Regions from separate parts of the Sus scrofa genome. Here region 1 is linked to region 2. A link is a contact called in public Hi-C data. All regions are on one chromosome and are shown on one strand. Each heading gives the region's core, a stretch centred on a gene start, on an enhancer-like site or on the middle of the called end of the contact. The rest is flanking DNA. Distances are from core to core; before and after follow the strand shown.

What was found. Hi-C and Micro-C count contacts between places; a contact is called where the count stands out from the background.
Region 1: a Hi-C map of fetal skeletal muscle shows a contact between it and region 2, with 1.8 times the contacts expected there. The contact joins two enhancer-like sites. A contact is called at or near these places in 1 of 5 promoter capture datasets (liver), 9 of 47 Hi-C or Micro-C datasets (alveolar macrophages, embryonic fibroblasts, epiblast stem cells and 6 more) and 1 of 2 datasets of contacts at active chromatin or transcription factors (skeletal muscle).

The regions. Positions count from the first base shown.
Region 1 is chr13:47,900,512-47,907,587 of Sscrofa11.1, reverse strand. It overlaps SLC25A26 (S-adenosylmethionine mitochondrial carrier protein), which reads right to left. Exons shown (of 10, transcript XM_003358494.5): 8 at 5,723-5,787; 9 at 4,616-4,689. Among named protein-coding and RNA genes, the nearest start is that of LRIG1, 120 kb to the left of the region's middle. Within about 2 kb of position 1,552, at least 19 of the 83 cell types and tissues checked have an H3K27ac peak or open chromatin away from gene starts, as enhancers often do. A contact at or near this core is called in fetal skeletal muscle, where this site is marked.
Region 2 is chr13:47,799,259-47,805,697 of Sscrofa11.1, reverse strand. All of the region lies in intron 5 of SLC25A26 (S-adenosylmethionine mitochondrial carrier protein), which reads right to left. Among named protein-coding and RNA genes, the nearest start is that of SLC25A26, 59 kb to the right of the region's middle. Within about 2 kb of position 3,882, at least 7 of the 83 cell types and tissues checked have an H3K27ac peak or open chromatin away from gene starts, as enhancers often do. A contact at or near this core is called in fetal skeletal muscle, where this site is marked.

The DNA.
Region 1 (7,076 bases), core at 303-2,802, 100 kb before region 2:
CTTGTGAGCACCTACACTTAGGTCCAGCAATTAGTCGAGATGCAGTAACTCTGTCCCCGCAATAGTTAAGTCTTTCACACCATTTCTTTGAGAGAAGATGAAATCAACTTTTTAATAAAGGAGTCAAAAGGCTGAATCCTAGCGAAGGCTGCAGGGTTCCGCCCACCCCAGGAAGCTGAGGTGGGCCCCGGCTCTTTGGGGAGATTCCTGGACAACTGTGCTGCTCCTCCCTGGGACTCACTCCGGCAGAGACCCATGGCGTGATGCCACAAAGGGCATAGAGTCTCCAGGGATTCTCGGTTCTCCCTCCCTGAAGGACAGGAAAGGCAATGGGCTCCAGCTGGGAGGGGGCGCCGCATTACAGGCTGATCCTCATGCACCACACAAGGCCAGTCACCATCAAGTTACAACTTGCGAAATATGCAAAGAAATGCAAAGTAAAAGAACAAGTTACAACTTGCGAAATATGCAAAGAAATGCAAAGTAAAAGAACAATGTTACTGGGGAGGCAAACTTTAAAACCCACAGTGGTGCACAGGTATTTGTTCAAAGATGGTCATTGTGGCATTGCTGGTAAGAGAAAAAAACTGCAAAGAACCTGCTCTCTGGTCACATAAATTCGGGTATGCTATACATACATGGGAGACTACACAGCTTTAAGAATAAGGTCATTCCTGGGGACCAACACAGAACGTGCACAAAATAGGTTCTGAAAGAAAGCCCAAAGCTGTACATATAATACGACTGCTTGTTGGACAAACATGGCCATGATGTGTCAACGTTCTCTGGAGGCTGGGAGGACAGGACACCCTCCCTACCTATACTTCTGTAATAATGGAAACTGTTTTACCAAGAGGAGTACTTGTGTAAGCAGAGAACAAAATGAAAAATATGAAAAAATCAGAACATGTGGATTTACTACAGAAAAGAGGGATGGAATCTAGGGAAGAAAACTGAAAATGATGAGGGTTAGGCCAACAGGATTCTGTGTAGCCTTGAAGGTCTGGGGAGACCTTCATGCTAAGCTAAAGGGAATGGGTGGCTTCCCAAGAAACAGGCCAGGAAGGAATCCCCTGTAGCCTGGATGCTTCCTTTCTGCGTACCTCCTGGGAAAGGCCAATGTGCCCCCCGACCCCCACCCCCAGGGAGCACTCTGCGCTTCTGAGGAAAATGGACCTGAGAATAGTTTCAGGGGGCCCAGATTTTAGTTAGCTAATTAAGGACTTAAATCATCAAGTAACGTCCTACACAAAAGAACCTCTATTTCTTGTCTACATGAAGATTCTACAGAAGACCAAAATACACTTGTAAGGAAGAAAGTTGTTCAGCTCAACGCTGTGCAAATTGTTTTTGCACGAAGTGGCTGGTGAAAGCAAAAACCCCTAAATTATTGCTCTGAGGCCACTGTGCCTTCTGGCTCAGAAAAGAGATTCATCTACCTGCCTCTACCCCACAGAGAGAAATGCTGGAAGGGAGGATAGTAGGAACCCGGCTGTGCAAGAGCACATTTGCCACAAAACTCACCCTGCCTCCCTGACTTGCTTCTACAGCCAATGCCTTGTTAGGCTCCACTGCTAATGAGCTCAGCTGCTCCAAGCGAGGGGCAGATGGAAGCAGTTTATGGTTTCGCTGGATGACAATTGAGTCTGTTAAGATAATTACAGCCTTAAAGTAGAGTAATTTGCTCAGTGAGCACCCCAACCAGACTCGGAGGCAAAGACTGGAGCAGAGCAGGGCTGTGCTGGAGGGACCGCACCAGGGCTAAAGGAACAAACGGTCGTGCCCTGAGCAGAGGGCCAGGCACCATGCAGGGCACAGCAGTAGGGACAGGGAGGGCACAAGCAAGAAAAACAAAAGGCCAGGTGATGAGGTGAAGAAAGGAGGTGGGAGCAACTCGTGATAAGCCGGCTTCCCATCTGTTTTCAGGCTGTTGGACTGGATGAGCGTATGGTATTTTTATTTCTGAGAAGCCAGCTGGCCCAAGGGCACAGCTTCCAAATCTGTGCCGGAACGTGGTGCTCCCCCGGGTAACCAACAAGAAGAGATCGAAGCAGCACCACTTTAATTTGTGCTGAAGACAGCACCAGCCCTCCGCAGGTGGGCAGCCCGGACTGGCAAGGTGACCTGAATAAACTGGCAAGTGTGTCAGGGTCGCAAGGGCTCTGCATGGGGGATGGATGGCTGGGCCAGGCCAGGGAGGCCTAGGACCGGCTGTTTCTGTTTGGAGGTGGGGGGGCAGTGTTTGCTGGCTTCTCATTACAGTTCTCTTGTCAAATTATTGGCTGTCTTTTATCACGTTAATAGGAAGCTAATGAACAGTGTGGTTAGCTGCTGGAAATACTCTGCCAAGGACCACGTGGTGATTGCTAACGAGAACCCAAGACTTAGGATAAGTGAGAATCCAAATTACCCTTTCAGGGGTGACAGTGGGGACAGGAATAGGCCCTCAGCATGTTGATGACACCTGGCCTCTGTGGGTAATTCAGGCACTGCCTAGTTAGCTAACACCAAGTATTACCACCCCTGGGGCAGGAAGATTTAGTTTCAATCATCTCCGTGAGGTAATTCCTTCTCCACAAGCTTTTGGTGGCTATGGTTCTGGCAATCCTGCCATTTCTGCTGTCACAACTATCTCAGGAAAGGCAGATGGGCTGCAGCTCCACACTGACTCCACGGCCAAGGTCAAGAGCATGTGTTTGACCAATGGTTGCCAGAGATTCTAATAAGAACTATATAGAAACAAATGAGAATACCACTCAGCAACTGACTTTATGACCCTAAAAGCCACTTCACACACCACCTTTGTGTGGCATGCATCACTGACTCAGGACAGAGAGAGATCCCCCTGCCCCCCAGGCTCAGTCAGTCCTCTCTGGTAAACCCAATCCTCATCTCCAATACTTTGTCCTGCAGGCAACCAGCACTAAGCCAGGAGAGATGGCACATTCAACACAACTATATACAGCGTTACTTTTTTTTTTTTTTTTTGGCCATAGCCATGGCCATAGAAGTTCCTGGGCCTGGGATTGAACCTGAGCCACAGCAGTGACGATACCAAATCCCTAACTGCTAGGCCACCAGAATCTCCCCAATGTTACCTATTTTATTTGTCTCTTTAGGGCTACACCTGAAGCATATGGAGGTTCCCAGGCTAGGGGTTGAATTGGAGCTGTAGCCACTGGCCTACACCACAGCCACAGCAAAGTGAGATCCAAGCTGTGTCTGCAACCTTCAGCACAACTCACAGCAATGCCAGATCCTTAACCCACTGAGTGAGGCCAAGGATTGGACCCACGTCCTCATGGAAGCTAGTCAGATTTGTTTCCACTGAGCCACTGAGCCACAACGGGAACTCCAATGTTACCTATTTTAAATAGAGGATGAGGCCATTCTGCAAAACCTTGCTTGCAACCTGACCAACCTGTGTCATGTGCCCTAGACAGTCAACTAGCTGAAAAAAAATCTGCCAAGTGGACACAAAACTACAGTCAAATGGACACAGCACCAGGAAGAGGAGGTGGCACCACTGTGGCTTTACTGTTTTCAGACCAGCCTTGTCGCTAGGCACCCCCAACCTTCCCCTGAAGGAGGCTGCTGCTTTGCTCTCTCAGAAACATCCCTGGGAGATGATTCCAAAGAGATTTCACTACCTGTACAGATCCCAGCCTTGAGACAGGTGTACAAGTTCATGTTGTAAAAGCGATGCTGAAATAGCATTTTGAAGACAGCTTTGTGGACACTGTTCTAGCAGCTGAAACACGTAGCTGATAAAAAAGCAGTGGGCTTCAAGGAAATGATCCCCCACCATGGTATGTTGAAAGTAATAACTAGTAATAGTTAAAAGTGCCCCAAACCACAAATACTTTCTCTTTTTTCCCCCTTTGTTTTTATGGCCACACCTGTGGCATATGGAAGTTCCTGGGCTAGGGATCAAATCAGAGGTGTAGCTGCCGGCCTATGCCGGATCCTTAACACTGAGCAAGGCCAGGGATTGAAGCCACATCCTCACAGACGCTATGTCAGGTTCTTAACTGGAGGAGTCACAATGGGAACTCTCACAAATGCTTTCCTCTAACAATGCTACTCCTGCGTTATATTGCTGCAGTCAGAATCCAGCAGGGGCCATACCCCTGAAGTCATCTAACATCGAGAATAGAAAATGAACAGCACATCAACTTGGCTGTGCAGTTAATGTTGCACATCTCACACAAGCAACATTAAATGTAAGGAGTTCCTGTCTGGCTCAGTGGTAATGGATCTGACTAGGATCGATGAGGACATAGGTTCCATCCCCGACCTTGTTCAGGGGGTTAAGTATCCCTGTTGCCATGAGCTGTGGTGTCGGTCACAGGTGCGGCTCGGATCCCGCACTGCTGTGGCTGTGGCATAAGCTGGCAGTCTGCAGCTCTGATTTGGTCCCTAGCCTGGGAACTTCCATATGCCATGGGTATGGCCGAAAAGCAAAAAAAAAAAAAAAAAAACCCAAAAAAACAAAAAGTAATCAACCAGGACAAAAGCAGAAGGAAAGAAAGGTGGTTTGTTTTTTTTGTTTGTTTGTTTTTCTTCTGATGCTGGGCTAAAGGAGGAAGGGCTGGGCCTTCCCTTCTGGACTTACCCTGACAGCCCCTGCATCCGCCAGACCCCGTGCAGGGCAGAAAGTACATTCCCAGTAGCAGTGCTGGAACCTGCCTGCACAAAAAGACAAAAGAGGAAGCCATCACCTTCTGAAACTCCCCCACTTACGGCAGGTGCCCAGAGACCCTCAGATGCACGGATCCCCCTGCACCCTCACTGAAGACACAGTTTCAGGCAGACTGGAGTTTCTCAGGCATCAGGACCTCTGGGTCTTACAGACCAGAAGTCCTCACATTCACACTCACACTGATTCGGCTCAATCCCCACCAGAAGTAGCTTCTGCAGGTAATTTTTCTCACTGTCAACCCAGGAGCAGAGCTTTCCCAGGTAATTCATGTACAACTATTTAACAGAAAAAAAGATCAAAAGTGGTATTAACTGACTGATCTGACAAGAATGGGGAATAATAATAATTATAAATGGTACAATTAAGCAACTTATCCAAGTGGTTAATAAACGCATTTAATAAAGAGTACTCTGCTCAATTTAAAACAGGCTTTTCCCTATCAACCTACAAACTACAATTCTGCCCTTATTTGTTCCACTTTTCCACAAAGGGTATGACTTTTCATTTTTTACTGTTTTGGTCCAGGTAGGTTATTATATATGGCATTCCCTGAAGTCTCAATCCAGCTTTTAAAAATTTTTGTCTTCTTAATGACATTTCTGAGCAATTCAGAAAAATGTCCTAATTCATCCAGTTAAGGCTTAACAAGCATGATGGAAGGATAGAGCCTCTGGCTTACTTGCTGCAGGGCGTGGGGCAGGCCAACTCTCAGAGCCTCAGGTCTGTGAAAACATTCTTTGAAGCTAGTACTACCGGGCAGAGGCCCCACCAGCCCTACCTGCTTACATAATACAGGTGAGAATGACTTTGAAAAGGCAAAATGCTGCCCAGACATCCTTCACAGGGATTCCACTGGATGCTGCTTTGTCCAATGGCAGTTTCACTACTGGTTCAACAGGCAGCACAACACTGCTAATTACAGGCGTTAGGCCACTTTTGTTCACTTTATATACATATAAGCCCTAGTGCTAATAAAGACAAGCATCTGTGGCATCTACATTACGTTATTTGACCACTTACCTTTGCCAACATGATTCTTGTTTTTGCCACGTCCAGGGGCGTGGTGACTGCAGCTGCAAACCCACCTGTGCATATAAAAACACCCAACACATAAGTGAGGTATTGTTTACTGCGTCGCATGGTATTTCATAATTTCTATTTTATAATTCCTCATAACTCTGCTCCAAATATGTCCTTATCATTAAGTCTGCTTGACTGACTGAAGAATAGGATGCTCATGCACAAAGTCTTTACCCACACGCTTCCCTGCTTTTCTGGTGATGCCTCACCAGACATAAAAGAGGGATGACGAGATCATGTTTTACACACGCAGGTAGGAAAACAAGGCCTCACAATGTGTCCTGCTCGCTGGGGGAGCAGCAGAGCAGCCCGTGTGTGTACACAGGGGTGTGTCTGTGGTCAGAACCCCATTCCCGTATGAGAGGCACCCTGGTCCCCGGGAGTCCTGCCTTCCATGGGCCGCTGCTCTCTAACCTGATGGCAAAATGCTGCTCTGGTTTCTGCCCTGGGGCAAAGCTGGCAAGCAGAAATATGTGTGTCACTGTAGGGACTTGGGGGATAAATAGCTGGATTCTTAGGGTTAAAAGAGTATATTTTTCTGTATTTGCAGGCTTCTAATCAACAGGTCAGTGAGAGTAACAAGACTTTAAAAGTCCCTTCCACATCTCACTGGAGTCAGTCTTGATTCAAGCCCACCCACCTCCTTCCTTACAGCTTCCTTTCTACTTTTGCTCTCCTGTCCTCTTTATTTAAATATTGTTACTGGCCAACGGATTTTTTGTAAAAATCCACACATTTTAAAGGGGCCCATATCTACAGACAGAGGAACTGGAAGACTACTTTTGTTGTTGTTGTTGCCACGCCCACAGCAGGTGGATATTCCCGGACCAGGGATTAAACCCGAGCCATAGCAGTGACCCAAGCATTGATAATGCTGGATCCTTAACCTGCTTCACCACAAGAGAACTCCTGGAGGACAATTTTTTAACAGAAATAATAGTATATGGTATCAATATTTTATTTAATTATGATACAAAGGTGTATTTTAAACCTCAAAAGGCCAAAAGGAGATAGAAGTAACAAGCCTGAAAAGGCCTTCTAAAGATTCAGCTTCCTTGAGTCTGGGTGAAACAGGGAATTGTCTGAGAACTGAGGAGAATACACATGTGAAAGATGCCCCAGAAATGGCATACCTCTCCCTCTAAGATCTGTGGTGTGTGGACAAGGTCATCTGACTTCTGCCAAATATCTCTCTAAATATGTTGCTGAAATAAGATCATTAATCTGAACCCTGTCCCTTTAGTAACATTTATTATGATGCTGACTTTTGGAAAGATGTACCCAGAGTGACACT
Region 2 (6,439 bases), core at 2,633-5,132:
CAGATGCCTCCATTTCTTTTAGTACCCTCTAACACTCAAAAGTTGTGTTCTACTCCAAGTTAAGAGATTTGGTCCAAGTCTCACAAATATACTAATATTTTATTTTCCACGGTTTACTGAAAAAATCTTAGAGCAACGAACAGTGAATTTATCTGCAAAACATGAACAGGAAGCAAGTGTAACCACAAATACAGGCTTTGGAATCAACACAGGCTGTGCCTCTGCTTCCAGAGCTGACAATATACTATACATATTAGCTGTATTGTTTAACTTTGCCAAGCCTCAGGCTACTGATAGGCTAAAAAACAAAAATAAAAAGGTTAATACCTTACAGTTTAATCTTAAGATTAGAAAAATGTAATTAAGTAAAGTACATGATCCTAGAATTCAAATTAGAACTATTATCATGATATGACCCCAGGGAAATATGCTACCAGGTAGTAAAACCCACAGGTAAACACTTAAAATAGTTCTTTGAAATGACTCCCTGCAACCACAATCTTTGACTTTACACATTAAAATTACTGATTTTACCTTCGTATTTGGTTTTCTTAACACAGATAGTTTCTTTTTTAATACCTCTTATAAGATGCTGTGTGCTCATATTGCAAGACGGTGTTCAAACCTAAGAACCTCAAAAGTAATTTTTACCCAGTGTTCACTGTACATAATTTGCACATACCTGACAAAAGATTTTCATCACAAATAAACTGTTTGCTATTTTCATATGTCATTTCAAAAAGTGTTTTACATATATAAAATATTCATAGAAACAACCTCTAACAAGAAATGACAAAATTAAAATAAGGGCTATGTGTGGAAGGCACAAGAATATCAGGAAATGTGATGAGAAAAGACAAGGAGAAAATTAAGCTCACTGAGAGTGCAGAAAGTTGAGACGGCAGAAAACCACTAACATGCCTGGGAATTAGGTGAGGACTCCATAATTCTTGCCAAATTCATCCGCACCTGAGCATCCGTAGGCGATTTTAAATATCCAAGTACTTAAAGTTGGTCTACTTCTGAAAAGTGGGATCAAGGAACTGGTCTGTTCACTAATTATTTTCTGAGTGTGCTGTATGTCAAAGACTCTACTAGGTGCTGGATTAATAGTAGGAAGGAAAACATGCAAGAGGCACTTGCCCTCAATGTGCAGATATTCTTGTGCAGGGAGGAAGGCAGGAAATAAATTTGTAAACAAGAAATGAAGATGATTTCAGATCATCTTGGTACCTGCTGGGGTACCTGAAGGATGAGAACAAATGCAAGTAAGTAGAATGACATGTATGTATTAAGTCACTGTTCTCCATGATATCACTACCGAAGCGGATTTTCTGTTTATGTCCTCGGATTAACTTCTTTTTTTCCTTTTTCAACTGCACCCATTGCATACGCAGGTTCCCAGGCCAGGGACTGAATATAAGCTGCAGCTGCAACCTAGCCACAGCTGCAACCTAGCCACAGCTGCAGCAATGCCAGATCCTTAACTCACTGCACCAGACAGGGGATCAAACCAGCACTGCCACAGAGACAACACCAGATCCTCAACCTGCTGCACCACAGAGGAAACTTCTTTTTTTTTTTTTTTTATTTTTTTTTTATTTTCCCACTGTACAGCAAGGGGGTCAGGTTATCCTTACATGTATACATTACAATTACAGTTTTTCCCCCACCGTTTCTTCTGTTGCAACATGAGTATCTAGACATAGTTCTCAATGCTTTTCAGCAGGATCTCCTTGTAAATCTATTCTAAGTTGTGTCTGATAAGTCCAAGCTTCCGATCCCTCCCACTCCCTCCCCCTCCCAGGAAACTTCTGATTAACTTTTCTTCATGTAGACTTCTGGTTACTGAGAACTTATTTTCCCCAAACTCCTGGCACTAAGATCTACTTAAAGATTTTTTTAAAAAGAAAGATAAAATACGGACGATTCATTTTAAACATACGTATTTTCTCTTCTCTGAAAAATCTGTCTGCATATAAAATGCAAAATACACAGCTCACCATGGGGGCTAATATCATGGGCTCTCAAGTCCTCAGTTTCCCCCTTTACTGGATGAACCACAGCCTTACTAAGTCTCAGTTTCTACAAAGCAGGGATCATGTTCTGGGTCACTGTGAAGACTGTATGAAGCTAAGAACTTAGCATAATGACTGAAACATTGTAAATACTTGGAAAGTATCTGCTATTATTTCTATTGCGTTTACATATTTTTTAAGGAAAGGGTCTGCCTATGACCATATCCACGGAGATATTCTGAGATCTTAATTTTAAAATGAAAACTATAAAAAAAAAAAGGTAACTTTGAAATAAACTGTTTTCAGAATAATAATTACAAAGAGAATAACAAGTATTTTTAAAAAGACCTCCCACACTGACGCCCACAAGAACAAAAGTGGAAGGAAAAGAATGAGAACAGACATCACAACTTACAGAGGGGAATTAGTTGTGCAAAAAACTGCAATCCAGACAAGTGCCCTGGATGTGAACAAGTGGGGCCCCAACTATGGTGAAGTCAAGGGGTGTATGAAATAATGTCCCTCCTGAAGGAATTGAGTTTGAAATACAAGGACTTGAATAGAGGGAATACAGCAGACACTGTAGGATGGCAACTCAGCAAAGGGAGTCCCAACCCCCTCTCTGCCTGCCTTCACCTACCACACTGAAAAGCTGCACACACACTCAACTTCCCAACCCACACAACTCTGGACAGCCTTAGACACCTGGCCTATGAAACCTTTTGTTTTCTAAGAAAACACAATGACAGAGGATGCCTCCTGTCCTTCCCACTTCTCCATGCTTGGAAAGGGGCCATGATGCCTAATGGTGAAGCAGCCATTTTGACACCATGAGTAAATCAGCCAAGAGTATTAAGGTTCGCCAAGCAGAATGAAATAGCCTGGATCTTTGCTGTCCTCATTTAACCTATACCAGTGTGAGAGTGACCAGCTCCAGATTTCTTGTTACAAGATGAGAAAAAAAAAAATTTTAAGAAAAACCATATTTAGTTCAACCACTGTAGTCACATTTTGTTATTTACAGCCTATATGCCGTCTAAATGAACACACAAATATGAAGAAACAGAGTATTTCAAGAGATGAAAATCATAAAGGAACATCATGAGGCTACTTCAACATTATGGTTGATGATGCTATGGTTTATGATGCTAACATTTAAAAAGAAGATTTAAGAAAATTCCCCCCTTTATCCAAGAGCTTTCCTATATGTTTACACTGAAGACTCACGGTATTGATTTACTTCCCAGTACACCCTATACACAGGAACTGGTACCCCTTCCAGACAACACAGCAAACATGCAACAATGGAAATATGAGGCCTTTTCAAAACTGTACAGTGCAAATGAAATCTGTCCAAAGAACAAAAAAAGTAAATAGCAGCTGGTTCCATGTAAACAAAACATGAGAAAATATGCACTAAAGGGCTAAAGTAATTTTTCTACACTAAGATAATTTTACTAAATTGTTCTTTCTAAAAATGCTTGTTTATTTAAGAGATGATGAAAAACTGTAGGCTAAAATCTATATTTGAGGAGTAATAATTTTACGTTCTTTAAAGAATGAACTATTGTCCATTCCTCAAAGACCATTCTATGGTAAAGTTACAATAAAGTAAATCTAATTAGGTGACTCATTTTATAAACTGCTTGTGATTAAAGGCAATATTTCATTTTCATTTGTTTAATATTCCCATTAATAAGAATGTCTCATTGCACATTTACTGAAAGCCTGAACAATAATACAATGGCCAAATTCCAAGAGCAAACGGATTTTTTTTCTTTTCCCATGAAGCCAACAGTATGGAATTTTAACAGATGTTCTATTTGGTCATAGTTAATAAAATGAATTACATAGGATTAAAACAAAGTTCAATATGTTTGCACTGGATTTTAACTGAAAAACAATTTCACATTAAAAGTTGGGAAAGATTTATAATCACTTATTTTCAGCTTTACAGTGAATTGCTAAGATGTGGGGGGCAGTCAATTAATGAGTTTTCTAATGAAATGAGGCTTCTAAAAACTATTTGTTCAAGGTTTAGGAAGACCGAAATCTTAGCAAAGTATACACTCCTTGGTACTTCACTGCCTATGTAACACAGAGTCTCACACTATGGTCTATCTATCAAAAGGAGAGCCATGAACCGGCGTAATTCCAAGTGCCCTCAGAGCTCACCCAGCATCCTGAAATGGTCCTAGAGTCTAGCTGCATCAGAACAAAAACCAATCAAACTGAAATGAATGAAAAATACAACCAATACTGACTGAGTGCTGACTCTGGGCAAGAAGTTGGGCCAGAGACTGCGCATATGACCAAAAGTAAGAGCTTAATTGCACCTTCAAGAGGAACTTGCTTGCTGTCTAGGACATGAAAGCATAATTACATGTAGCCAGCCAGAAGTGCAATGGAAAGACAAACCAAAAGAAAAAGTTAGAGATAAAGCCAAGACAGGTTCATACAAAGGCACTCAGAGATACACACAGTGCTGACACAAGGAGGAAAGTTCTCAATGAGAGAACACCTTGTTTTCTCTTCGTAAAATCATCAAAGCAGGAAAAAAAATACACATACTTAAGAATAGTAAATAAGTAGAAGTTACAGCTACAGCTGCCTGAAAACATTTTCAGTGGAAAACATTCAAGTGTTGCAATCTTAGAAAGAAAGCCTTCCTCTAAGTGGGTAATCTTATTTGGAGAAAAAATTCCAGTAAATTACCAACCTCACTCCAAAAAGAATAATCATAAACATTTTCCAACCCACTTACATCAGTGATTTTTGATCAGTTAAACCATCAACTAGGGTAGCTGTACATTATTACAAGCAATATGCTGTTTTTCCTAGAGAAATAGCCAGTGAACATAAAATCAGTTGCAGGATGCAATTTGTTAACTGAATAAACAATTGCATTCTACAAGACACTTGGATTAAAAAACTCTCCCACTGTAGCTGAGAAGTTTCATAAGCACTAATAGCAAGCTGGCCTCTAGTTCAAATATACCTATTGTTATTCGGAATCATGAAATGGCACTCACACGTGTACATGCGACAGATCAAGGCTGTATACCTGTTCAAGAACCTGACAGCCCAGAGGCAGGTTTCTTCATCTCTGAGCCTCCCAGCAGGCAAGAACAATCTATGCAAAATTCCTAGTGCAGATGGGCAAACATGGGCTCAGAGAGGTTAAGTAACTTGCCAAGAGCAGTCAGCCAGCAAGAGACAGTGCCATTCCACACAGAGATGTCATTTCCTGCCAAAAGCCCTTTCGGTTACCAAGAACACTATTAATCATAGGGAACATTTTCTGAACACATAACTATGTGACAGGGTCTGAGGAAAGCACTTCATGTGGATCTCTTCATTTAATTCTCACCATAACTTCAATGTTATTCATCAGTTCACAGTAAAGGAATAAAATCGTTCTCAGATACACGTCTACATGACCAGTCTCACTTAAAATTAGAACTACAGTGAGAACATTCTACACCTTTGAGATTGCCTGTACCATTGTTGAGGCAGAGGAAAAGAGAGAACTCCCACAGTGTGGGCAAAATGATTGACTGGTACTTAACAGGAAGGGCAATTTGGCAATATGCATCAAATTTTCTTTTTTTTTTTTTTTTAGGGTCGCACCTGCAGCATATGGAGGTTCCCAGGAGCTACAGCTGCCAGCCTATACCACAGCCACAGTAACACAAGATCTGAGCCACATCTGCGACCTACAACACAGCTCATGGCAATGCCAGATCCTTAACCCACTAAGCCAGACCAGGGATTAAACCTGCAACCTCATGGTTTCTAGTCAGATTCACTGCCACTGCGCCACAACAAGAACTCTATTATATGCATCAAATTACAAACACCATACATCTTAACCAAGAAATTCCACTCTTCAGCATGTAACCTATAAACACCCTCAACCATGAATGAAATGATATGGGGACAATACTACTCACTGTAGTACATGTGCACACTCACCAATGAGGAAGTAGTGGTACAAGGATTCGTTTATAAAATGGAGTCCTATCCAATCATAAAAAAGAGGGCATGCTTCTTATAAAGTGATATAAAATGATCTCCAAAACACTTTGGTTAAAAAAGAAATAACTGCACACCTAGGATAGGGTGGCTCCAGAAAAACACACAAGAGATGTATATATAACATGAAACCTTTTGGGAAAAAGGAACTGAGTGGGTAGACAACAGCACTGGAAAAGCCAATTTGAAGGGTAATCCTTAAAGCTTGATTCCTAAAGTCTTCTGTTTCCAGCCACTAGATTAGGGGAAATTCTCACTGCCTGAAATACACAAAAGGGGAAACTAGGTTTGGACAGCTGTCATGTCTCCTTGCCAGTGAACTCTGCAATCAGAGTGGGGAATTTTGCACCTAAAGGGACAGATTGAGGGCCTCAGGGAACTTACAG